Regions from separate parts of the Mus musculus genome. Here regions 1, 2 and 3 are each linked to region 4. A link is a contact called in public HiChIP or PLAC-seq and promoter capture Hi-C data. All regions are on one chromosome and are shown on one strand. The core of a region is the stretch at or near the end of the contact, and the rest is flanking DNA. Distances in the headings are between cores, read along the strand shown.

Region 1 (6,085 bases), core at 1,011-3,510, 300 kb after region 4:
TACACCTGAGAAGAAGGCGCTTGCTTCAGTTGAGGCCTTTCTTTCATCAGACTGGCTAGTGGGCACGCTGTGGACCCTTTTCTTGATTGCTACTCCATGTAAGTGAGTCCAGCTCACTGTTCCCAGTACCATCCCAAGGTAGGGGTCCTGGGTTGTGTAAGAATACTATGAGCCACAAAGAAAGCAAACTAGCAAGCAGCAAGCCTTCATGGCTTCTTTCTGCTTCAGGCTCCCATCTTGAGTTCTGGCTTCCTTCATAGATGAACTGTAACCTGTAAACCAGATAAACCTTTCCTTCCCGGTCACTTTTTTTTTTTTTTTTTGGTTTATTTTTTCAAGACAAGGTTTCTCTGTATAGCCCTGGCTGTCCTGGAACTCACTCTGTAGACCAGGCTGGCCTCGAACTCAGCCCAGTTGCTTTTGTTGTCCATGTTTTATCACAGCAATGGAGAAGCAAACTGGTGTTCTAGCAGACGCCCTCACACATAGGCTCATAAGGACAGCTGTAATTGAACTCTGGGGGACGGGGAAGGACCAAAATCATGAATTCGGAAGGAGATTTAGGAGGCATCCAGGAACAGTTGGAGGGGTAGTTGGGAAAAATATAGGATCACAGCACAGGCATGCATGTGCAAAATTCTCAAAGGAAAAAACAAAAATATATCGTTTTAAATGTTGCTCAGTAATTTTAAGAGCATAACTCAGTCGCAGAGGGCTCATCGACATTACAACCTTTACCATTGTCAGGCTCTCCAACAATGACATGCAACTCTAGTCCAATGGTTCTTGCTCATGGTGTGGTGATCCCCAACCACAAAGTTATTTCCATTGCTACTTTCTAACTGTAATTCTGCTACTGTTATGAATCATAATGTAAATATCTGATATGCAGGAAGTCTGATATGTTACCCACAGTAAAAGGGTCATCCACCCCCCAAAGGGGTCATGGCTGGCAGGTTGAGAATTGATTCTCTATACTCATGAAACTGTAACTTCTCATTCCCTCCTACAGCCACCCCCTGGTAAGCATCGTTTTTCACGTCTATGAATTTGACTCCTCTAGGTATCTTATATAAGTGGATATGTGGAAACCACGTGATATTCATCCTTCCATACTTGGCTCGTTTCACTTGTCATGATGTCTTCCAAGCTCTCTTTGTATTGCAGTCTATGTTAAGATTAACTTGCTTTTTTTTTGGCTGAAGATATTCCATTGAATGTATGCACGCTATTTAGTTTATATCTATTGATCTGTCACAAAACATTTGAGCTGATTCCATTGACTATTATAGATACAATTGCTGTGAACATGGGTAGGTCTATGGCTATGCATTGGAGTCTCTGTTTTCCATTTTTGGGTGTATATACATAGTGGACTTGCTAGGTCATTATCTATTTACTCTTGAAGAATGTAATCCCCATCTTCATAAACAACCACATGCCCAGATACAGCTAAATATCTTCTTATTTAAGAACCCATTTCCTAGGGCTAGAGAATTGGCTCAGAGCTTAAAAGCACTTGCTGCTCTAGCAGAGCATCTGGGTCCCATTCCCAGCACCTTGATGGCAGCTCACAACCATCTGTAAGTCTGTCCAGATTCCAGTAGTGAGCACCAGACATCACTGAGGTTGCTGTGAGGTAGTCAGTGACACCATGTTGAACAAAACAGAATTGATTCCTTAGTTGTACAGAGCTTTAAGTAAGGAAAAATCCAAATATGATGACAAACCAGAAAAACTCTTTGGGGGAATAAATACATTCAGCTCACCAAATTAGTTGTGCTTATTACTTCAGATTTTTAAAGCAATTTCATACAATTGACAGTCGTGCCCAGAGCAATGAATGCCAGCATTCACCTTTCCCCCATCATAATATGCTACCAGTTTGGAGTTTTTATTCTTCTCACTACTTCTTGGACATGATAAGATTAATAATGCTCACACAGCATGTCAAAATTATGCACAGGCATTGTGACCACGAGCAAAGGAAGGAAAAGCCACAAAGTGACGAAGATTAACATGACTGTACAGAAGATTCCCAACTTCTAGCAATGAATCAATCAAGTTAGGCTTGAGAAAGACTGGTGGATCCATGGCCCATTTACATCACAGTGGGAAAGCATGGGGGTGAGCAGAGGTTGAATACAAGTTAGCCTGAAGTAGGAGGGGGAAGGGAGGAAGGAAGAAGGCTAGGCAGGTGTGAAAGTTCTGAGATAGAAAGAGATTTGACCATCTAGAGAGGAATGTGGAAAGGACCTTTAGGAATGAGGAAGCAATTAGAAATCTCAGAAAAGAAGAGCCCCAGTAAGTCTCAGTATCAGAGGGCAGCAGAGGTATGCTGAGTAGATGACATAGCTAAAACTGAGGGACATGCCAAATCGCCATCGTGGGAAGCAGTTTTCAGTGAATTGGCTCTCCCTAATTGGGGGGGAAGAAGGGCTATATAGAATTTGAGGAGTGGGAATGGGTTTTGGGGGTGAGTGTACATTATTGGCTAGTACCAAGGTGCTGGTAATGCTTCATTTGCATGAAGACAAATTCCAGGTGCTGGCTGGACAGGGGGAGGGGGAGGGGGTGAAGGAGGGGGAGGGAGAGGGAGGAGAGAGTGTTACACTTGTATTTTGGCCACCAGTCTGCATGACTCCCTCAAGGAAGGCAGAGGTGAGGATCTTAGGGGCTACATGCCCTGGAACATTTAGGCACAGACCAATGAAGGAAAGTTCCTACCCCTGCCGGTCTCAGGGCAAGATTTTGGGGGGTTGGACACATTTTTAATCTCACTCTTGTTTTGAACTGGTTCCCCTAGTTGCATGGCTTTCTGGCCCCACACCAATGGTAGAAGCCTTCCCTTTACCTCTCCTCCCTCTCTCTCTCCCCACTTCTGAGTGTATGCACACATGCATGTATGTGTGCATAAGTGTACACACACACACACACACACACACAAACACACACACACACAAACACACACACACACAAACACACACACACACAAGCACACACACACACACACCAGAGAAAAATGTCAGGTCGTTTTTACTTATTATTCTTCACTTTATTATTTATTTATTTATTTATTTATTTATTTATTTATTTATTTATTTATTTGAGACAAGGGTCTTTTACTGACCCAGAGCTCCTGGATTCAGTTAGATTGAGTGGCTAGTGAACCTGTGGGTCTCCCGCCTTCCCTGCGTTGGGATTGCAGGCCCACCACCCACGATCATCTTTTGCCATGGATTCTGGGGACACTACGTCAGGTCCTCAGGCTTCTCCTTCAGTCTGAGGCAGGCTGGCGTTCTTATCCTTCAATCCTCATCTGCTGTTCCCCTTTATTGCACGTTCTGCTCCTTCATCCTAGACAGTCTTTTCCTTTAAAAATTACATTTAATCACTTAATAGGTTTCTATCTGTATCCTGGAACTTGTTGTATAGACAAGGTGAGCCAAACCCCCAAGTGCTGATTGAAGGCACACGGCGCAATGGCTGGCCTCCTGTAACATACATGTGTGTACCTTTCCCTGAAGCATAGTCCTTGAAAAATCACTTCCTTTCTGAAGTGCTTGTCGTAGGTATGTTGAAGTTTAAGCGCATGGTAGTACATGTCTAATATTATATGAATGAATAGCATCAACTCTCCTTGTAAGAAAGGAATTCCCTCTTCACTTCTTCCCCAGTGATTTGGATTAGGGCAAGGAACACACACACGCTTGGTCATAGTCCCTGGTTGACACTCTAGTAACCTCTCTCTCTCTCTCTCTCTCTCTGTCTCTCTCTCTCTCTCTCTCTCTCTCTCGCTCTCGCTCTCTCTTGCTCTCATCTCTCGATAAAAATAAAAGTTCCATGATGCTAAAGTATTATAAACTATTTTATTTTTACTGTACTTACTTCTACAAATTATATCCACTCCAGATAACTAGTGTTCCTGGTTCAGGCTTAGCAGATGACATACCTGAGGGATGCACAGTAAGGGCTCAGGAGTGAGGACCATTGGAGGGCTGTGGCCAGGGATGGATACTTCCTGCAGTATACTCAAGATTGAATCCACGGCCTCCTGCATGTCAGGTAAGTGTTCTACCATTGAGTTATATATTTTGCCCAGGAGTAGACTTTTAAAAATCTTAATATGAACATAATATCAATATTCTTGGAATTATGAAAATTTAAATGTCTATAATAGTTAGAAAAAAATTAAAGGTGGCCAGAAGAACTTAAATAAGTTTTCAAATGTTACTTTATATGTAAAGCTTTTTTTTTTCTTCTAATTTTGACTTCAAAGTGTGAGAGGTTTTTTTGGATGTATATTAAACCCTGATAATCTATTACTTCACCTGGCCCCTCTTAAGTGCAAGAAGTGCTTTTCATTGAATGTCTGTGATGTGCCTAACAGCCTTGTAGTTATTATTGTTTATTCTATGACAGTCTTGCAGGGGAAGTGTCGTTATTCCCACCTTTAAAATCAGAAAACCAGGACTTGAGGAGATTAAATCAATAGTTGATGTTCACAGAGCTAAAAGAATGACCTGGCCATACCTGGCTGGGTGGTGAAACGAAGCAGCTCTCAGGCTGTACCCACTGCTGAGTCGGTCTGTGAATCACTTAGCAATTAGTTAGGCTTCATCTGAACTCATCATTCCTCAGAGTTTTTTTCTGACGATGTTGTCAAGGAGAGACTTTGTTTCTATGTCTCTGAAAGTCTTGCTGTAATAGCTACAAAAGAAATCACTGGAGTGTAACCACCGCTTTGTAGGTGACATTTGCTGGTGTTAATCCAAACCAGCACCTGTGTGCTTCACCTGTGATGTCACGGTGAACCCTTTTAACTCAATCCCACACAATGCTTCAATGACAAGTGGCTTAGGGCCCAGAGGCTGGCAATTTACCTAGGAGCCCAATTGCATCCAGGAACCGGACCTGGACAGTGTGACTTCAGCCTTCAGGCTGTGAGCCACCCACACTAAGCCAGAGCTACAGCTGGTTGGCAGTATTCACATGTGTTCACTGAACATAAAGATTTCTCTAGAAGTTTAACTTGTTCTCTCCCCCCACAACACTCTTTACCCTGTGCCTCTTCTCTAAATGACTATTGTTCCCAGCTTCTTTTTCTGCTGCTATTTTTTGTAACCAAGATCCTTAGGTAACTACGGGAAGCATATGGGATTTCTGCCCAGAAAAAAAAAAAAAAAGAAGGAATTTTCATTGACTAAAATAGAGCACATTTAAAGTACCTGGAATAGACACCTTATGTCAGCTCTGTAAGTAAGCAAGCCTGAGTGAGTCTCAGCTTCTCCACTTTCACTGCCTGGCATCACAGTGGCGAAAGCGAGAGCGGCTGCGGTGTGCTGGAGTGTGAACATTCCATTGGCCGTTGCCAGAGTTTGATAAAAGAACACCTATGTTACCTGCTGCTTCTAGAAAAAGCCCAGCGCTCAGGACCGTGATATTTAGACATTAGTGAGAAATATCCAAGGGAAACACTAGTCATTTGTGGGGAGAAAACACAGATATCCCAGTACTGCAAGTGAGTCAAATTGTGAGAATTGTTCCCAGATTTTCTTTTTTAAATAACGTTTCCCAGATCCATTAGGATAATCTATGCTTCACCACGTCACGTGACATTATATGGCACATATTCAATTGAAAATACCTGCTTGTTAAGAAGAGAAAGAGATTAGAGTTGATGGTTTTTCTTTCATCAGGAGTTTTGGGAAACTGTACTTCAGGGAAGCATGAAGGAAAGGTAGTTTGTCCTGATCAAGCCAGCTCAGCCAGTCAACAGGTTCTCCAGGGTAGCAGCGAGAATTAGAAAGAAAAATGACAGTTAAACAACACGTAGCATGGCCACAGGCAGTTCTGAGACTGAGGCTAGGTTTTTTTTTTCCCCAGTTCGCTTGCTTGCTTTCTCTCTCTCTCTCTCTCTCTCTCTCTCTCTCTCTCTCTCTCTCTCTCTCTCTCTCTCTTTCTCTCTCTCTCTCTCTCTTTCTTTCTTAGATTTATTTATTCATTTAATGTATGAGTACACTGTTGCTGTCATCAGACACACTAGAAGAAGGCATTGGATCCCATTTCAGATGGTTGTGAGCCA
Region 2 (6,228 bases), core at 2,216-4,715, 430 kb before region 4:
CAATTCTAAGAAGGGGCAAAGTGAAACTTAGAATACCCAAGATATAAGATACAATTTGCTAAACTCATGAAACTTAAGAAGAATGAAGACCAAAGTATGGACACTTTGCCCCTTCTTAGAATTGGGAACAAATTCTTAAATATAGATAAGAAAATGGTGGTTTTGAAGGTCTCAGGGGGTAAAGAACTGAGAAATCTTAGTCAAAACGCACATCATACTTACAAAAGATAAAACAGATGGATCCTCAGGTGGTAATGATATGTAGGAAGGATATGGACACTTAGGGGATGAGGCCTCATTGAAGAAAGCATGGGAACTAGGCCTTTGGAGGGCATGTCAGTCTCAAGTACCTTGCTTCTCTGGGCTTCCTGCTTGCCTTGAATGGATCAGGATTGTCCACCCCATACCATTCCCACCAAGATGTTCTTATCTCTCAACAACTTCTCAGGCTATGAAGCCAATGGCTGAGATCTCTGAACATGGAAGAAAATAAATTAGTTTATGTCAGATATTTGCTGCGAAATGATGAGAAAATGTATCCAACAACATTGATATTATGTTAAATGTTCTTATCATAAAAGTGAGTAGGAAATATGAAAATGAGACAAACTATGAAATGTAGTAGATAGGTTTACAGCATTCAGGACTGTGGTGGTTTGAATGATATGCCCTCCACTCCAGGTCACAGGTATTTGAGTACAAGGGTTCCAGTTTGGGGTACTATCTGGAAAAGCTTAGCAGTCTGGTCCTAGTTGAAGGAAATATGTTGCTGAAGGGATGCTCCAGCATATAACAAGGACACATGCTCCACTATGTTCATAGCATCCTTATTTATAATATCCAGAAGCTAGGAACAATCCAGATGTCCCTCAACAGAGGAATGGATACAGAACCTAGTCACAAAAACCACACATACTATGTACTCACTGATAAGTGTATATTAGCCAAAAAGAAGCTCAGGATACCCAGGATACAACTCACAGACCATATGAAACCCAAGAAGAAAGAAGACCACACCAAAGTGTGGATTCTACAGTCCTACTCAGAAGGAGGAAGAAAATAATATTGGGAAGCAGAAGGAGAGAGGGATCTGGGAGGGAGAGAGGAAGAGGAGAAAATAAGGTGAGGGGGCATTCTCATTCATGAGGAGATGGGGAGGAATTTGAAAGGAGGACGGTAGCACTGGGGGAGGGAGAACTAGGAATAGCCCCTAGAAAGTCCCAGATGCCAGGAACCTAAGAGGTTCCTAGGACACAAGGATGGCATTAGCCAAAATACCCAACGAAGGGGAAATAGAACATGTAGAGACCATATAGGCAGGGCCCCCAGTTGAGGGATGGGGCTACCCACCCACCTCAAAAATATTAATCCAGAATTCCCCCTGACAAAATAAAGTGCAGTGACAAAGAGTGAAGCAGAGACTGAAGGAAAGGCCATCCAGAGACTGCCCCACCTAGGGATCCATCCCATCTGCTGACACCAAACCCAGATGCTATTGCTGATGCCAAGAAGCACTTGATGATAGGAGCTTGGGATAGCTGTCCCCTGAGAGGTTCTGCCAGTATTTGACCAATTCAGTTGTGGATGCTCTCAACCAACATCAGAATGAGTATGGGGACCCCAATGGAAGAGTTAGGGGAAGGACTAAAGGAGCATAATGGGATTGTAACTCCATAGGAAGAACCACAGTATCAACCCCAAAGCTCCCAGGGACTAAACTGCCAAGCAAAGAGTACAAATGGAGGGACCCATGGCTCCAGCTGCATATGTACCAGAGGATCACCTTATCAGGAAGGAGAGCCCCTGGGTCCTATGGTGGCTTCGTGACACAGTGTAGGGAAATGCTAGAACACTCAGGCAGGTGTGGGTGGGTGGGTAGAGGAACACCCTCACAGAGGCAGAGGGAGGGGGAGGGCATAAGGGGTTTGTGGAGGGGAAATTGGGAAGGGGGATAACATTTGAAATGTCAATAAATAAAATAACAAATAAAAAATGAAAAATGAGTAAAACCCTCACCTACTCCTAGTTTACTTTGTTTTACGTTTTCAGTTGAAGATGTGAGACCATATGAAGCCTAAGAAGAAGGAAGAGCAAAATGTAGGGCACTTCAGTGCTTCTTCGAAGGGTGAACAAAATACTCACAGGAGGAAATATAGAGACAAAGTGTGGAGAAGTGACTAAAGGAAAGGCCATCCAGAGACTAACCCACCTGGGGTTCTATCCTATATACAGCCACCAAACCCAGATGTTATTGTGGATGCCGGGAAGTACTTGCTGATGGAAGCCTGATTTAGACTCTGCCAGAGCCTGACAAATACACAGGCAGATATTCACAGCCAACCAGTTGACTGAGTGTGGGGTCCCAGATGGAAGAGATGGAGAAGGGACTGAAGGAGATGAGGGAGGTTGCAGCCCCATGGGGGGAGCAACAATGTCAATAGTCCAGACACCATCCCACCCCACCCCACCCCACAGAGCTCCCGGGGACTGGACCACCAAGGAATACACATAGAGAAACTCATGACCCTGGCCACATATGTAGCAGAGGATGGCCTTGTTGGACATCAGTGGTAGGAGGGTGTTCCATGCCTTGGGCCTGAGGGTGTTAGATGCCCAATTGTAGGGGAATGTCAGGGAGGGAAGTCGGGAGTGTGGGGGAGCACCCTCATAGAAGCAGGGGAAGGGGGAAATGGGATAGGGGACTTCCAAAGGGGAGACCTGGGAAGGGGGAAACATTTGAAATGTAAATTAAAAAATTCCAAGAAAAAAAAAAAAAAGATGTGAGCTCTCAGCTACTGTTTCCAGTTGTGTACTAGTTGTTGGATGCCTGTTGCCAAGTTTGCCAAACATGATGGACTCTTATTCCTTTGAAATAATAAGTTCAAGTAAATACTATAAGTATTTCTTTAAGTTTTCTTTGTCCTGGTGCTTTGTCACAGCAACAGAAAAGTAACTGATATAGAAGGATGTTTATGTCCCAGGGTTATTTATTTCTCCAAGCTTATGAAGTTGTAGATATTACACACATTCTATTTTTATATGCTAGTCATACCTCAGCCAAGTGTTTTAAAGAAAAAAATCTTTGATAACATTAAGTTTAACAGGCTGAAGGATGATCAACTTCTACAATATATACATATTTCAAAATAGAAGTGTAGAGTTATAGTAGTATGTTAACTACTAGTAGGTATATGATAGAGCTATAATCATTTACTTATTTCTATTTTATGGTAGCTAAATATTCTACAACAGCATTTATAATTCTTACAGCTATAAAATTATATTAAACATAATTATGAAGCAAGTCTCTGTGTCCCAATTCTGAAGTGAACCAATTGTACATCTCCTACAAGTGAAGCAAGATGGCATGTTGTTATGGAAAGAGTGGAGTGAGTTATTTATGTCTGAGTTATCTGTAGGAAGCTGGCCAGCCGTCTGTTTGGGGTGGGGCAGTTCTCCATCTGGGGTAGCTAATTAGTGATGATAGCTGCAATCTGTAATGTTGCTGCTTTGTTGAAGTAAGAATCATCCTTTGTAGAGTACCAGATCCTTTTAGGAAGAAAACACTTCAAGGTTATCTTTTTAAATAATCATGTTTTCTGAACTTAAAATCTCATTTATCAAGCAGGTTACCACACAAATAAATTAAAGAAAGAAAAGGGATGAGAAGAAAAGAAGGAGAAAAAAAGAGCCAGAAACCGAAGAAGGGAAGGAGAGGGCAAAATTTGGTTGAATCCTCAGATTACAAAGTACCTAGAGGAGAATAACCTTTTATAACTAGTTTAGACTCATCATGCAGATGAGAAAGCTGAAAGTCTATTAAGAAGAAAAAGCACCATCCTCTGCTACTTCAGAGAATGGCCTTATGTGTCTTCAGTGGGAGGAGAGGCCCTTGGTCCTGTGAAGGCTCGATACCCCAGTGTAGGGCAATGCCAAGGTGGTGAGGTGGGAGTGGGTGAATGGGTAGGGGAGCACCCTCATAGAAGCAGGGGGAGGGAGGATGGGATAGGGAGTTTGGGGAGGGGAAAGTGGGTATGTGGATATCATTTTAAATGTTAATAAATAAAATATACAATGTTTTTAATTTATAAAAAAGAAGAAATGGTGCTTGGTGTTCAGCAACAGTATTAGTCTTAGTAAATGTTTGAGTGCTGTGAAAACACGCCATGACTATGGCAACTCTTATCAAAAGAGAAAGCACTTAACTTGGCCTTGCTTATAGGTTCAGAGGTTTAGTTCATCTTCATAATTGCAGGGAGCATGGCAGCACAAAGGCAGATTGGTGCTGGATGAGCAGCGAAGAGCTCTACATCCAATATCACAGGTAGCAGAAAAACAGAGGGCCCCTGGACTGGCTTGGCCTTGTGAAAACTCAAAGACCATCTCCAGTGACACCTTTTCTCCAAGAAGGCCATGCCTACCCTAACAAGGTCACACCCCTTAATCCTTCTAAGTACTGTCACTCTCTGATGACTAGGAACTCAAATATGTGAGGCAATGGTGAAGTGGAAATTTCTGGTTTCTTTAACAACTCCATTGTATCATGTGATGATTTTCCTGGATGCTGTCTTGTGAGCAAGCATGTGATGCTTTGCTGAAAACAGACACTTGAAAGGGTACATGTCATTTAGAAAGAATACAAATGGAACCACACAAACATTGAGAGGAAGCTCTTACATTGTTATGCCTTGCAATGCTTAGCTACCTCACTGGTTTTCACTGCTCTTCACTGGTCTTCCCTAGTCTTCACTTTGTAGAGAGAGATGTACCAAAGAACTTCTCATGGTATTCCAGCTGATTCTGGCTGCTTCCACTGACTCATGCGAAAAGAGCCAGTAGGAGGAGAGCAGTGGGTCAGGCTTAGTGTCTGAGACCACAAAATTACTACATGATGAAAGAAAAAGCAAAGTGGGCTAGAAGGAAAACTGGCTCCCTATCCTGATCCTCATGCTTTCATTGCTAGGTACCCAGAGCATCTCTGTGGGACTAGGGGTGGGGAAGAGCAAGAAGCAGTAGATAAAGGATTAGTTAGTGTTCAGCCAAGAGTTCTACCAGAGGTTTTGCCTGGGGCTATACAGGCACCTTTAACCTTCCCAGTCTTTGTGCAGCATATACCTGCCAGCAATGGTGGTCATTCCTATAATGAGTTGATGTGGCATCCAATAGAAATGTGAGAGCTAAAGCTTTTGAAGGAGGCTTTTGTATTGTATGGCTTGCATTGTCCATTCATTTAATAAATGCAAATTTACTGGGCTGCACAGCATCAAGTTAGTTGCCTATATTGAAAGGGATTGATGTCAGCTATGCTATAAGCTGGCCAGCAACTACAATGGTTGTTGTGGTGGGCACATGAATTCATGAAAATAGAGTAACATAATATAGTAAAGGGGTAAATGTGGCTAAAGACCAACTGCTTGGTGAAGAGCATTATGCTGACCTACAAAAATAAATTTTTTCTCATGATGCTATAACTGAACGATGTCATGTTTCAGCTTTAAGAGCTTAGAATATGATTGAGGAACCAGAGGGGGAAATCCACCTTATTTACTAAGGTAATACAGCATCCTGCAGAATTATTTACTGACTTCCTACAGAGATTGGGTTCAGCTGTAAACAGATCGTTATCAGACCCTAAAATCAGACAGTCATTGATAGATTATGGCCTTTGAAAAGGCAAATAGTGAATGTAAGAGAGCAGTTATAGCATTGAACTTTTGCCACGAGACGTTAGCCTGCTCTCTCCCCTTGCTGGCTAGCCAACCTTCCTCCAGCTCAGCCTGGCTCAGTTCACTGTAATAAGTGGAATGACAGCAGAGACAGCAGCAGCACAGCAGAGGTGGTAGAGGCAATTCCCCCTCCCTGCTCTGGCCTTTTCACCTTCACTTGAACCCTCCTACCTGGCCAGGCCAGAGATCTCTGAGTTTGGCCTCTGGTAGACAGGCATAGAGTTGTTTATGTTCCTTTGGCTTTAGGGACAATAGGAATAATCTTGGGGGAAAAGTGGAATGACTTCTTAAGGATTTATTCTACATCCAGGTATAGTAGGTGGGGAAAGCGAGGAAGAAAGTAAAATTATGGCATATGTGAAAAAGGAAATGCAAATTAATGCAGGAGATAGAATTGCTTGGTTGTCGACAACCAAAGAAAACTCATGGTGTGACTCATAGCTCTAGTTGCATATGTAGCAGAGGATGGCATAGTCAGTCATCAATGAGAGGAGAGCCCATT
Region 3 (6,008 bases), core at 1,485-3,984, 320 kb after region 4:
ATATAAACCATGAGGGTGAGCGCAGGTTAGATCCTCTCCAGGAAAGCATGTTAAGGTGCACAGAATAAGCAAATGAGGATTAAAGTGGGTGGAGCCAGATGTGTTTTAGTGATTCACCCCGGAAGGGCAAGGGCAAAGCAAGGAAAGAAGCCAGAGTCCTGACATGACTCCGTGCCCTTATGCAGAGGTCCAGTCTGTTCTGAACTGGCTAAAGATGTGGCAGTCAAAGGTGTCTTTTCATGATAGTGGCAGGCTGTCTTTGGAAAGTGTAAAATCCTCTATTGAAAGGAAGTGCTCTTGACCCACTGTTTTGAGACATCAAATCCTTCTGGCATGGAGATGTGTGCGCACTTCAGCTCTCTGACGCTTCTAAAGTACTTCCAGCTTGTCCTTATTTTCAGAGTTCTATATATTTGGGAGTTGGAGATACTGGTCCAAAGTGACTATTACTTGAAATGTATTATGATAACATAAATCAGAAATAGATTATCATCACCACACATGAGTTAGGTTGTGTTTAACCCTGTCTCTAGGAAGTGTTTGTCCCGTGTCCCGTGGCTAAGATCACAGGGTGTCTCTAGAGTCTAGGAATGAAAAGTTTGTCATACTGTTTCAATAACACTTCAGCTCTTGTCTGAGTACAACTTATTAATTCCAAGTGGCAAAAAGTAGGGATGGGAGAGAGCCAAGGGATTCGGCGTGTTTGGTTCTAGTGTTGACAGCGATAGTGACAGGTGTTATCTACTTTTCTATACTGGTCAAGTGTGTTTGGGTCTGAGCAGTGGTCTGTGAGTGTGCGATATGATAGGCCTGATGCAGCAGAGCCTAGCAGCTCACAACCGACAGTTCCCGAGAGTCACAACTGTTAGCATGTTTCCATGGTGATGCTACTTGCATTGTACAAACTTTGAGTTCTTGGGGTAACCTCATTCTAATTGCGTTTTATAAATAGCCAAGAATACCAACACTCATGTAAACAAAACAGTTTGACACAGTGTGGTCAGCTTGACAATGGTTAAGCCAGACCTGGACTCTAACGTTTCTGATTTCTTATGTATATTTTCCCCCAGATGACTTGTATTAATCTTAAGTTTCCAAAAAGGAAGAACAATTTCAAGGTGATGCTATATTCCTTTGATTTGTTTAAAAAAAAAAAACCCTCAAAAGTAAAAAAACTCATCTCATCTTACCAAATCCTTTGCATACTGCATCTAATATAAAAACATGATTTATTTATACATTAATTAAATGGTCTTTTACATTCATGACTACCACAGAGAAGAGTCATAGATTTGAAGGAAACCCTTTATTTAAATATGCCTTTCTTGGTGAGTAGGTGGATAAAAAATAAAGAGGAATAAAAAAACAAACCACTAATCTTCCGCAGGGGCTATTTCCATGGAAGTCCACCACCATGCAGGACATGGTACAAAGATATCTCTCAATGTAGATGACAGAGGAGCTGACCTTACACTGGCGGGAGTTGACATTATTTTAAAAGTAACAGAGAATTTGGCTACAGTACAGAGTCATAAAAAACTCTTTTTTTTTTTTTTTTTTGAGAGAGAATTGGATGTGACCAAACTTTCTTAAAAGGTTTATTTAAAAGGTGTGCTGCATACAAGTAGTAAATCCTTCATTTCTACTAAGTGTAGCTGAAGATGACTCTTTAATAAATATCCAACGAGCTCCTGTAAATTTGTTTTCATAGTTCTTGCTGGAGTTGGAAGGAGGTAAATGAGTCATAAACAAAATAAATGTAACAAGGAAGATTACTTAGTTTATAGAAAAATGTAATGAATAAATTAAATTCTAAATTAGTACAGACCTAATGATACAGTGTTTTCCTCCAAGGCTCAGCTGCTTGGAAACATTTTTTTGTCTATTTGAGTTCACGATGTCCTGATGTTGTTTTGGGGGGATAACCAGATTTACAAAAGGAACAGAGGTGAGCCAAGTTTTATGTCTTCGTGGGGATATATACATATATACAAGTCATTAGAATTATGCATAACTATAAACAGTCTTAAAATGATAGATACATAAAAGTTGGCCATTTAATGAATGTATTCGTCCTCCTTAAGATCATGCGTAGGCTTATATCTCACACTACAACAGTCATAAATAATACAGCAAGTAAGTCAGCTTGGTATTAAATGCAGAATTTTGTAATGCCTCTTACACACCCATGTCTCTCAGTCCTATAGTTAAAAATGAAAAAGTCCCATAGTCCCACCCCCCGCCCTCCGCCCCACGGCCCCGCCTCAGTCCCTAGCAGCCCCAAATACATTTAGTTGTTCTGTGGGACCTTTTTTCTTTTCATAAAAAATTATTCTGTCACACACTGTGCCTGTATCTGTCATTTTATCTGAATTGCATGTGAATTATACCTTGAATAGATTTCCCCACACTGGAGAAACGAACGCGTTCGTTCCTCTTCTGAGTATTTTAGACTTGTGTGAGTTCTTCCATATTTTTGTTTTTTGTTTTTGTTTTTTTTTTTTTTTTTTGTGCAAGGCCGCCAGCAAGGAGGCCTGGAGCCTTGAATGCTGACAGCCTCCATTAGCGTTAATGCGGGCCTCTTATCTCCCAGGCTCTCCTGCGCTCCCCCCTCGCTCGCTCTTGTCTGATGGTTCACTGACACCGTTGACAAGGCTGACACCACCAATCAGCTTCGGCTCAGCAAGGTCACTGTTCAGACTTGACTCGTGATTGGCTGCTGCGCTTCAGCGTGTTATTACTGTCTGATTTGATCGGAGGCAGGGGGTGGTCTCCAATCAAACAGAGAAAAGGTCCTGGAGAAGGTAATTAAATCCTGTCAGAGGCAATTATCGGTTCCAGGGCCATGACTCTGGCCCTGAATGCAGATGATCTGAAACTGTATTCTTGTAGAGATTCAAGAGGGCTCCTGGCGTGGTTCAGTTAGGCACAAAAGGAGCGGCAGGCTCTCTGCAAACAATCAGCTTTGTATTTGAACCTTTTCTTCCTTCTTTCCCTCTTTACCCGAAGATTTCTGGTTTTTGTTGATTTAAAAAAAAATCCTTTTCAGACCACTTTCTAATTAATTTAAGAGACAACGTATCGCTTTCTTGTACGTAAATAATGATACGTTTTACCAAAGAACTTCTGCCTCCAAACACAGGCTAGTTCAAACAGGCTTTACCAAGGCAGAGGGAAAGATCCCACGCAACAGCAGTCGGTAGCTTAGACCACATGAGGAGAGACTGTCACATTCCAAGGCGGTGGTGGCTCAGACTTAAGACCCTAGCTTAAAATAAGGGTGTGTGTGTGTGTGTGTGTGTGTGTGTGTGTGTGTGTGTGTGTGAATTCCGCCCTATGACAATCTCGAAGTTTCTTCAAGGTAATCTACTGGTGTTAGCCTGCATCGAGTGGGGATAATTTATTTACTTTTACTTTTTAAATTTATGAGAAGGTTTCTCTCTTACACTAAGATAATCATGAATTCCTAGCTACTGTCAGGTTAATATCAAAAGCAGAAATGTGTGATACCCCACAGCCTCAGCACTATTTAAAAATCAGAAGGTAGTATAGTGTCTCCCTGTTGTCCCCTACAGCCCCACAGGAGGAGGGTAAAGTGAAGTTTAGAATGTAAGGAAAGTGCATCCTCTCAAATATTTAGGGGCCTCCATTTGTAACTGGAGGTCTAGATTATCAGGAGAGAAAAAAGGGATAAGGTGTTTCCATCTGAGAAGAGGAAGCGAGCGAGCTCTGTAGGCACAGATTTGTTCTTACAGATACAGAGGGCTTCAGTTACCCTTCCTGTGTGATTTCTCATCGGCTGCTATTACATAGGTTTTATGATGTGGGTTTTGCCCAGTAATTTGGGACTAGGAGGTAATTGTCTCTGGAACCTGAAAAGTGTTTGTTGTCGTCAACAGTCTGAAGGCAATCGTTGTTTCTGTGCTTTCCTTTATCTTTATCCGTATCAGACAGCATAGAAATAGCGCCGCTGCACCCCACAAACACCCACTTGCCCAACTTGAAGCCTAGATTTCATCCACTGTGTGCTGTGAGCATAGGCATTATTTTTACAAGGATAAGATGTTCAAAACACCATTAAAACAATTTCCGAGTTGTTGCTGATGAAACAGTTTAAACACTAGGGTTTCTCCCCAGGGAACAGTTAACTTTCCTGTAATCTTGGCTGCTTTCTTTGTTCTAAAACACCATATTCCTTAATATGTGCAACTATTTGTTTTGTTGAATCTAAATAGATACTCTAAGCAAAACAGATTTTTTTTTTTTTTGGAAGTAGTCCCTGCTACTAGTCCATTAATCAGAATGAGGTATTAGGCTGGGAGAGAAATTTGTGGGAGACGATGTTAATAACACTGGGTAGTGCTTCACCACTGAAGAGCTAGATTGTAAACAGCCCCAAGTCCCGCACTGCACGCAGGACTGGGAAAATGATATTTGGTTCATTCTATATTGTGCTTTTCTGCAACATCAAAAGCTCCATAAACCTTTCTAATAAAGATAAAATAGATCCAAACAAACAAATTGCTCACCAGTACGACATACTTTAGGTCAATAGAAGGAAGGTTCACTGCTAGTGTTGAAAAATAGTTGCATGTCTTTAAATGATTTGTTTGTTTTCCTCTGTGGGAGTGACCAACCTTTCTTCTTTCTCTCCTTCCTTCCTTCCTTCCTTCCTTCCTTCCTTCCTTCCTTCCTTCCTTCCTTCCTTCCTTCCTTCCTTCCTTTCTCCCTCACTCCCTCTCTCTCTTTCCTTTGAACTATAGTATTTCTTTTTGTTTAGTTAGGCATTGTATATTATTATGTGTTTATGTTATTTTGTGGCAGCTGTTTTAATAAAGATCCCCTCAGAAAGAAAGCTTTGGGGGGTGGGGAAAGAGACAACACTTACAAATAGAGCAAAAGAAATGAAAATGTTTCCTCTGATAGTTAAATCAATGCTTTAAATTTGAAAAACAATGAGAAGGAAATGAGGCTGGAATACCCAGGACCACTTTACTAAAGAATCCAGCATCCTCAGGGCAGCAAATGTCTTTTAGATGTATCTTTAAAGCTGTCCTGCTGAATTGGAAGTCCCTGGAGGGCAGAACTGGCACCCTGTTCAATCTGGAATGCCCAGAAATTCAATCAACAGAAGTCAGTATTGATTTCACACCCTCCTGGACCCCTATTTGAGTCTCTGTGTGGTGGCCCCTCTCCCCGGAAGTGAAGTCTTCCAGACTATGAGTAAGTATATCGCAACATTTTTTTTTTATGATGTGGGAGACTCAATCCTGATCTGATTATTGTTTTCCCACATCAAGTGTCTAATCTGTACCTTAAAAAAATAGGAGAGTTTCAATGTTCCCATTTAATTTTCTGCTGGCTCAAACTTGAACCACCAGGACTCCTTCAATGAAAAAAAAAAATACCCAAGGTCATTATAATTAAGAGAGCTAGCTGAGTACATCATGTTTCTTTAAATGATTTGTAAACAGAACTCTCTGGGGGTACTATGCTACATTCCGTAGTAAAATATATTTTAAAATTTATGGAAAACGTAGAAAATAATTCACCTTTATCTCCTTATGTTAGGTTGCTTTGGTCAGAGTTATTGGAATGAGAAGAGAGAATTTGCCTTTTAATTGGTCTTTTCCAGACTTCTGGTGAGATTCCTAACACTACCAACCTCAGGAGTACAGAGCCCAGAGAAAGTCCATTGGGGTCCATTTTCAGGATGGTGCATATGGGAACAATAATTTATGAACGGTAATAAGAGTTGGGGATGCAATTCCCTGCCCAACATCAGGATAAGTGTACCCCACTGATTACCGAATGCGCAGAAAATCCTTGACTAAATAGGATAAAAGCAGTCTGCACTTCTTGTTTGTAAGTTGGCATTTTTCAAAAGCAATTGAAAAAAAAAAAGAGAACATGAAAATCTCAATGAAGAAATATGTTTTAAGAAACATATATATTTTTTAAGAGGTATAGATGTGGGGGTTGGCAGTGAAAAATCATCTGAGCTTTTC
Region 4 (6,020 bases), core at 1,973-4,472:
TCATTATGCTTCAAAACCACCCAAGGGCGTTTGCAGAACATTATATTCCTGGGCTTTATCTGTAGAATCTGATTTAGGATAACAAATGAGGGCCCAGGATTCCAGACTCATTTGCAGTACTGTTTCTCATTTTACACCATGCATTCACTGGCTAACTTTTTTTCGCCCTTACCTACCTCATCCCTAAGGATGCAGCAGTAATTACAGACTAGCATTTCCCAACCTGCATCTTCCAGCTTAGAATCCTCTATCCTGACTCTCTTCACCTGCTATCTCTATCACAAGCACAGCTCCTGTAACACCGGAAGCCTTCGCTCCACTCATTCATTCTGGTTCACTCTTCCATCTGTGCTACAGCTCCACAAGCCAAAACCATCTTCCCCTTCCCATTATCTCTATCTAATCAGCCAGGAGATCCCAGTTCTGCTTCTTGATCAGCTCTTATCCTCAGTGAGCCTTCCTCATTCCTTTAGGTTAGGGTTTCAAATGCTTGAAATATTGAGTCAGTTAGCAATTGCAGGGACCATCCTATATATTATAGGATGCTTAGGAGTCTCTCAACCTTACTCTCCCAAGGACCAGTTAGCATCTCCTAAAGGACAGAACCCAATACCTCATGATGCTTAGGTTGGGGAACCAGGAGGAAGAGAAGCTTTCTTACCCTAAACCCCGTTAGCCCCATAGAGACATAGCCTTATTTGAGGCACTGGCATCAGCATAAGAGATTCTGGGTCCTGGCCCCTCCTTCATTCCACACTCCTTTTTTTAAAAAGTTTTACAGTTTTCATCAGGATAAAACACAGTAGCTAATGCAGCATGAAAAGGACACCATTTGTCTTCTACTTGCCTCCCCAAGCCTTCCACTCCAATGATGCTGAGTGCCTTTGCAGCTTAATTAAGGATGGATGAAATTCATAAGAAGTGGTAACTGTAGCCAGTAAGTATGCGAGTAGCTTAGGAGATAAATGCAAAGCTTGTGGGATGTTTTAAATTTAGGATATGAGTAAGCGTGCACTTTGTGAAACATAGGCAGAATTGTGTTAAATATATGTAGTAAGTTAGTAAACTATAAGGCATGCCAAAGTTAAAATAAATAGAAAATATGGTGGAACAGAGGGTCACTTGCAGTCAAAATCAGACGAGAAAAACTGTTATCATGATATATCTAAAGTGACAATTTTGTCAGCCCTAATTCAGTCACATTTTTGGAGACATCTAAAATAACCTCATACGTTGCCTACCCAGTACTAGGTATGAGTTGCTGTTCTTCAAGTTGTTGGCTGGGGTGGGGGGTGGGGGTGTCTTATAGACTTCCAAATGACACAGCTGTTTGGAATCCAGGGTGGAGTGAAACCATTGAATTAGACCACTCCACACAAAGAAGGGCTTACTGGTGACCAAGCTATCAAGACTACTGGGGAATAAGGGGAGCAACTGAAGGGCATCTTTGAGCTGATGTAGGCCGCTCACATTGGCTGAGAACTAGATACCTTGCCCAAGGTAGTTGTCATTCAGGGCAGGGTAAAGGAGGCTCCTGAAAGATTAAGGGAGGTTCCTGCCTTTAGGCTTCTAAGTACCTAGCCAGGGTCCTTCTGTTTAGGACACTGTCACCAGCACCACTATTTCAAGGGGCCACTTTGGACCTAACAGAGAGGACCCCACGAAATCCCACTCTTCTGAGGAGCTTTTGATGTTTGATGCCTATTGGTGAAGAGAGTCAATTTTCTTCAGGGATGCATTTCCTGATTTTCTTTCATGGATAGCCTCACATAGCAAATACTGACAGCAATGAATGGACTCTGGGTTTTTAAAAAACAAGCAAACGAAAACAAAACCCAATATACCTGCCTTTACGTGAGAGAAGGTAGAAGGGAGTGGAATCTCTGCCTAGCTGTAGGCATGCCCTAGTCTCTTCCCTTAAGGTCTAATCCAATGGGGCAGGTCAGGGTCTGGCTGGGAGACATCTACTAGGAAGGTAGGTTCAGCTTAAGAGCAAGTTTTCCCTTCCCAGACTCCTTCCAATGCCCCATTCAGTCCTAAGAGCAGAGCCTTGGTTAGGTTTGGCTGACCTCAATGGGTCTGACCTGCTTTCTGAGGCACGACAAAAAAACTGTGTAACTATTTATTGTTCCATCTTTTTCCTTCAGGTGCTGGCCAGAGCTCTCTAACTTAGCATTAGACTTCCTCCTCTTTGCGGAAGTTCCACCTCTCACCCCAAGGCTGTCTGCCACTGAGGCCGGTCATATTTATACTCTACATCTTCCTCTTTGGGACAACTTAAAGATTAACAAATTGCCTGCTCTTGGGTTTTCTTTTTAAAATTCTAATAAGTTGTCCTTGAGTTGTTCTGTTTTAGTTTATTCTTTTATTAATAAAACTAAGATCCCCAGGAAGGAACCCAAATTCCTAGGTTATCATATGTTGACTCTGCAGGGACACCCAAAAATTTCAGGTAATGCTGTCCTCCTTTTTAATCCTTGAGCTGACAAAGAGAACCGAACCCAGTCCTGCACTTCTAGATGACATCACTGGAGGTGGAGTTGATCCAAACACACCATATGTGTCAAATTCTCAAAACCAAGAAAACGTTATATTCATAGCCGCGTGGACTACCTATAGAGTTCTAGGGTCCAGCCTCAACTACCTGGCTGCAACCTTGTCCCAAAATTAAAACAAAAACTCACGCACCTCAAAACAACAATGATTACACCTCTTCTCTCCACCCCCAAAATGTAAAGGTTAATTTCCTGTGGTGTACCTTTTACTCAAAGATCTAGACTTTTTTTTTTTTTTTACAATATATAATAGAGAGAGCGTTTTAGAATATGTTTAGTTGGAATGGATCAAAAAATAAAATGTGAGACTTTAAATAAAAGGTCCATTCCTTGAGTTGCATTTAACTCTCCTCCAGGATTAGGGCTATCTAGGTGCGTTTGTTTGGTGTCCTGCACAGAACAGATTTGCAAACGAAGTAAAGGAAACCTGTGTTTGCTAAGGGCCTCCAAGAGCCTCCCAATTCCCCAACCTCAGGAGAGGATACAAGTTCCCCAAGGCGGGCGAGCAACTGAAGCAACTCTTGCGTTGGATTGAGTCATCCCCCCTTGTCCCCCGCACCCAGCCCTTCCTCCTCCGGAGGCCTCCGGGCTGGCTTCCGCTCTAGGCTCCTCCTGGTTCCTCTCCATGGTACAAGCGGTCTCTCTAGCCGCCCTCGCCGTCCTCTCGGTTTCTGCGCGGGGCCGGCGGTGGTGTGGAAAGCCGAGCTTGGCCTGTGCAGAGACGGTGCTTCCGGAGCCCAGCGGAGACCCGTGGCAGCTCAGGTGGACCGGGCCGGGTCGGGCCGTAGGGCTGTGAGTGGACTCTACCGATGGCACTTGAATGTGGGAGGCCGCGGTGAACCGGGAGGAGTGTTGGGAGGGGAGGCTTGTACGGCGGAAGGGGCTTGTAGCAGCCTGGCACCCGGCTCTACCCTGCACACAGTAGGTCCGCCACTGCATCAGATTGCAGGGTTTTATTTGAACCAGGGCCTCGCCACTGCTGAGCTTCATCCTCAGCTTCTTTGTGAGGACTCACTCGTGCCAAATGTCCTAAACTACCCTCCAACTCATCAAGCCCCTCCTGAGTAGCTCAGATTACAGAAACGAGTAACCAGGCCTGGGGCTTTTAAGTTTTGTTGTTTTGTTTTGTTTTTTGAGACAGTTTCTCTGTGTAGTCTTGGCTGACTTGGAATTCTCTATGTGGACGAGGCTAACCTAGAACTCACAGAGATCCGCCTGCCTCTGCCTCCCAAGTCTAACTTTAAAAACATTTTGTTTTATTACTTTATTTTGTATGGATGGATGTCTTGCCAGTATGTATGTGCCAGCAGTGCGTGGCTGGAGCCCCGACAGATCAGAACAGGGCGTCGGATTACCTTGAAACTGGAGTTACAGGATAGTCTGAGCCACCGGCGTGGGTGCTGGGAATTAACTTGGGTCTTCTGGAACCATCTCTCCAGACCGTCTTTAAAATTCACAATCTTCGCAGTTCTAACCGTGTGATATTTAGTTACGCACTTTGGTGGGTTGAGGGTTTCATTTGTTTCGTTTTGTTTTAAATTTTTTTCTACCCTAGTGCTGTTGATTATGTCTGATGAGTTGAGGCATTGGCAGAGAGTAGGGGCATTAATGAGTGAATCCCACGCGGGGTTGTGGTGGGGATCATTGCAGAGAAGTGGGATCCGATCACATCGATTTCAAGGAGAGTCTGCCATTTGGGACTCTAGGAATTTCTGACCTTGTGTTTATTCAAAAAATTTCTAAAGAGTAAAGTGTCAGAATTTGCTAATTAGAGAAGCCTTGGCTGTTGAGGGAATCCGGTAGTGCCTTGCCTTTGGAGCTTTGCATATAATGCACTAACAAGTAGCAGAGTATGGTGTTGCTGTAAAGCAGAAAGACTGGAAGTTTACTCTTTTACATAGGTTGATGGAAACCTCCGAGGTGAAGGAGGAATTAGTGATGCTTGAAGAATTGATACGAACAAGTGGGGTATACAGATGACTGGATCCCATGGTGGCTGGAGAATATGTGACCCCCGAGCCACCATACTCTGAGGAGGTTTTGCTGACTTGACCTGTGATTGGCCAAACTTGGTGGGCCTAGAGACAATGTAACTTAAAATTGGATTAAGAAATATTTTGTAGCCCGGCATGGTGGCGTAATCCCAGCACTCGGGAGGCAGTGGCAGGTGGAGTTCAAGGCCAGCCTGGTCTACAAAGTGAGTTCCAGGACAGCCAGGGCTATACAAGAGAAACCCTGTCTCAGGAAAAAAAAAAAAGAAGAAGAAGAAGAAGAAGAAGAAGAAGAACAACCTGGAGTAGGTCATTTAGTTAAATCCTTGTCAGAGTTATTTTTTGCTGTTTGGAAAACAAAATAGATGCATAGACAATGCCACACATCTATGAAGGGCCTGCAGACCCACTGATCCATTCAGGCATTAAAGTATAGTGCTTTTGGTGTTAATATTTGTCATTAAGAACGTCTAACTGGCCAACAAGCCCCAGGGACCCTCCTGCCTCCGTTTTACCAACACTGGGATTACATTTGGGCACCAGAGCACTTGGCTTGTTTGCTTTTGCAGGTTCAATGCCTGGGTCCCTACACTTGTGTGGCAATGGCAAGCAATGTACTGACTGAGCCATCCTGTCTGTTGCCAACAGTCTTGTCTAGGAAAGAAACTCCATCCCTCCCGTAGGAAATTTAAACTGAGCAGTTCCTGTAAGTTGTTCTTCAGGAAATCTATTTTAACTCAAATAAGAAGAGCTAGAACCAAAGAAGGCTTTGCTTCCTAAAAGGCTCTGAAAATGGAGGTGCCAAATTTAGCAGATAAAAAGAAAGATACCGGGGCTGGTGAGATGGCTCAGTGGGTAAGAGCACCCGACTGCTCTTCCGAAGGTCAGGAGTTCAAATCCCAGCAACCACATGGTGGCTCACAACCATCCGTAACGAGATCTGATTCCCTCTTCTGGAGTGTCTGAAGACAGCTACAGTGTACTTACATATAATAAATAAATAAATCTTTAAAAAAAAAAAAAAAAAAAAAAAAGAAAGATACCTGACTGTGCACTTAGATATGAATTTCAGACAGATGGGATTAACCTTTTAGCAATATGTAGGACATAACTGATAAAAGCACAAATATGCAGATTTAGCTAATAATTCTGTATCTGGCAACAACTGTTGAAAATTCTCCTTTAACCATGACTCCAAAGAGATCCTTACTTTAAAAAACAAAAAAAACAAAAAAAATGCAGTGACTGGGACTGAAGAGATGGGCCAGCAGTTACAAGCGCTGGCTGCTTTTCCCAAAGACCTGGGTTGAACCCAGCACCTACATAGCAGCTAACAACTGGAACTCCGGTTCCATGGCATCTGATGCTCCACTTTCTAGCCCTGCAGCCATGTAGGACACAGACATTCGTGTATGTAAAGCAACTATACACGATTTGCTTTTTCGGTTGGTTGGTTCGTTTCAAATGCAGTGAT

What was found. Promoter capture Hi-C pulls out the DNA fragments that hold promoters and counts their contacts. HiChIP or PLAC-seq counts read pairs in DNA pulled down with a chosen protein or histone mark. Capture Hi-C pulls out chosen DNA fragments and counts their contacts.
Region 1: a contact with region 4 is called in an H3K4me3 HiChIP or PLAC-seq map of embryonic stem cells, with 17 read pairs. The contact joins the enhancer-like site here to the promoter of Arl14ep in region 4. A contact is called at or near these places in 7 of 39 promoter capture datasets (cranial neural crest, embryonic stem cells, maxillary cranial neural crest and 3 more), 1 of 484 Hi-C or Micro-C datasets (immediate neuronal precursor), 6 of 115 datasets of contacts at active chromatin or transcription factors (craniofacial prominence, embryonic stem cells, fetal liver and 1 more) and 1 of 9 other capture datasets (pancreatic islet).
Region 2: a promoter capture Hi-C map of hippocampal neurons shows a contact between it and region 4, with 3 times the contacts expected there. The contact joins the enhancer-like site here to the promoter of Arl14ep in region 4. A contact is called at or near these places in 3 of 39 promoter capture datasets (the 3T3-L1 cell line and hippocampal neurons), 1 of 15 datasets of contacts at CTCF or cohesin (the NIH/3T3 cell line) and 1 of 484 Hi-C or Micro-C datasets (cortical neurons).
Region 3: a contact with region 4 is called in a promoter capture Hi-C map of pancreatic islet, with 6 times the contacts expected there. The contact joins the promoter of BB218582 here to the promoter of Arl14ep in region 4. A contact is called at or near these places in 10 of 39 promoter capture datasets (cranial neural crest, embryonic stem cells, frontonasal cranial neural crest and 6 more), 6 of 115 datasets of contacts at active chromatin or transcription factors (embryonic limb bud, embryonic stem cells, fetal liver and 1 more) and 2 of 9 other capture datasets (embryonic stem cells and pancreatic islet).

What each region holds. Positions count from the first base shown.
Region 1 is chr2:106,673,701-106,679,785 of GRCm38.p6, reverse strand. No RefSeq gene overlaps it. Among named protein-coding and RNA genes, the nearest start is that of Mpped2, 16 kb to the left of the region's middle. Within about 2 kb of position 2,260, at least 11 of the 459 cell types and tissues checked have an H3K27ac peak or open chromatin away from gene starts, as enhancers often do. A contact at or near this core is called in embryonic stem cells, stem cell-derived epiblast-like cells and trophoblast stem cells, where this site is marked.
Region 2 is chr2:107,397,883-107,404,110 of GRCm38.p6, reverse strand. No RefSeq gene overlaps it. Among named protein-coding and RNA genes, the nearest start is that of Kcna4, 110 kb to the right of the region's middle. Within about 2 kb of position 3,465, at least 5 of the 459 cell types and tissues checked have an H3K27ac peak or open chromatin away from gene starts, as enhancers often do. A contact at or near this core is called in hippocampal neurons, where this site is marked.
Region 3 is chr2:106,647,090-106,653,097 of GRCm38.p6, reverse strand. BB218582 (expressed sequence BB218582) reads left to right here and starts at 2,734. Exons shown (of 7, transcript NR_137201.1): 1 at 2,734-2,804; 2 at 5,037-5,223; 3 at 5,636-5,745.
Region 4 is chr2:106,971,599-106,977,618 of GRCm38.p6, reverse strand. Arl14ep (ADP-ribosylation factor-like 14 effector protein) reads left to right here and starts at 3,222. Exons shown (of 5, transcript NM_001025102.2): 1 at 3,222-3,347.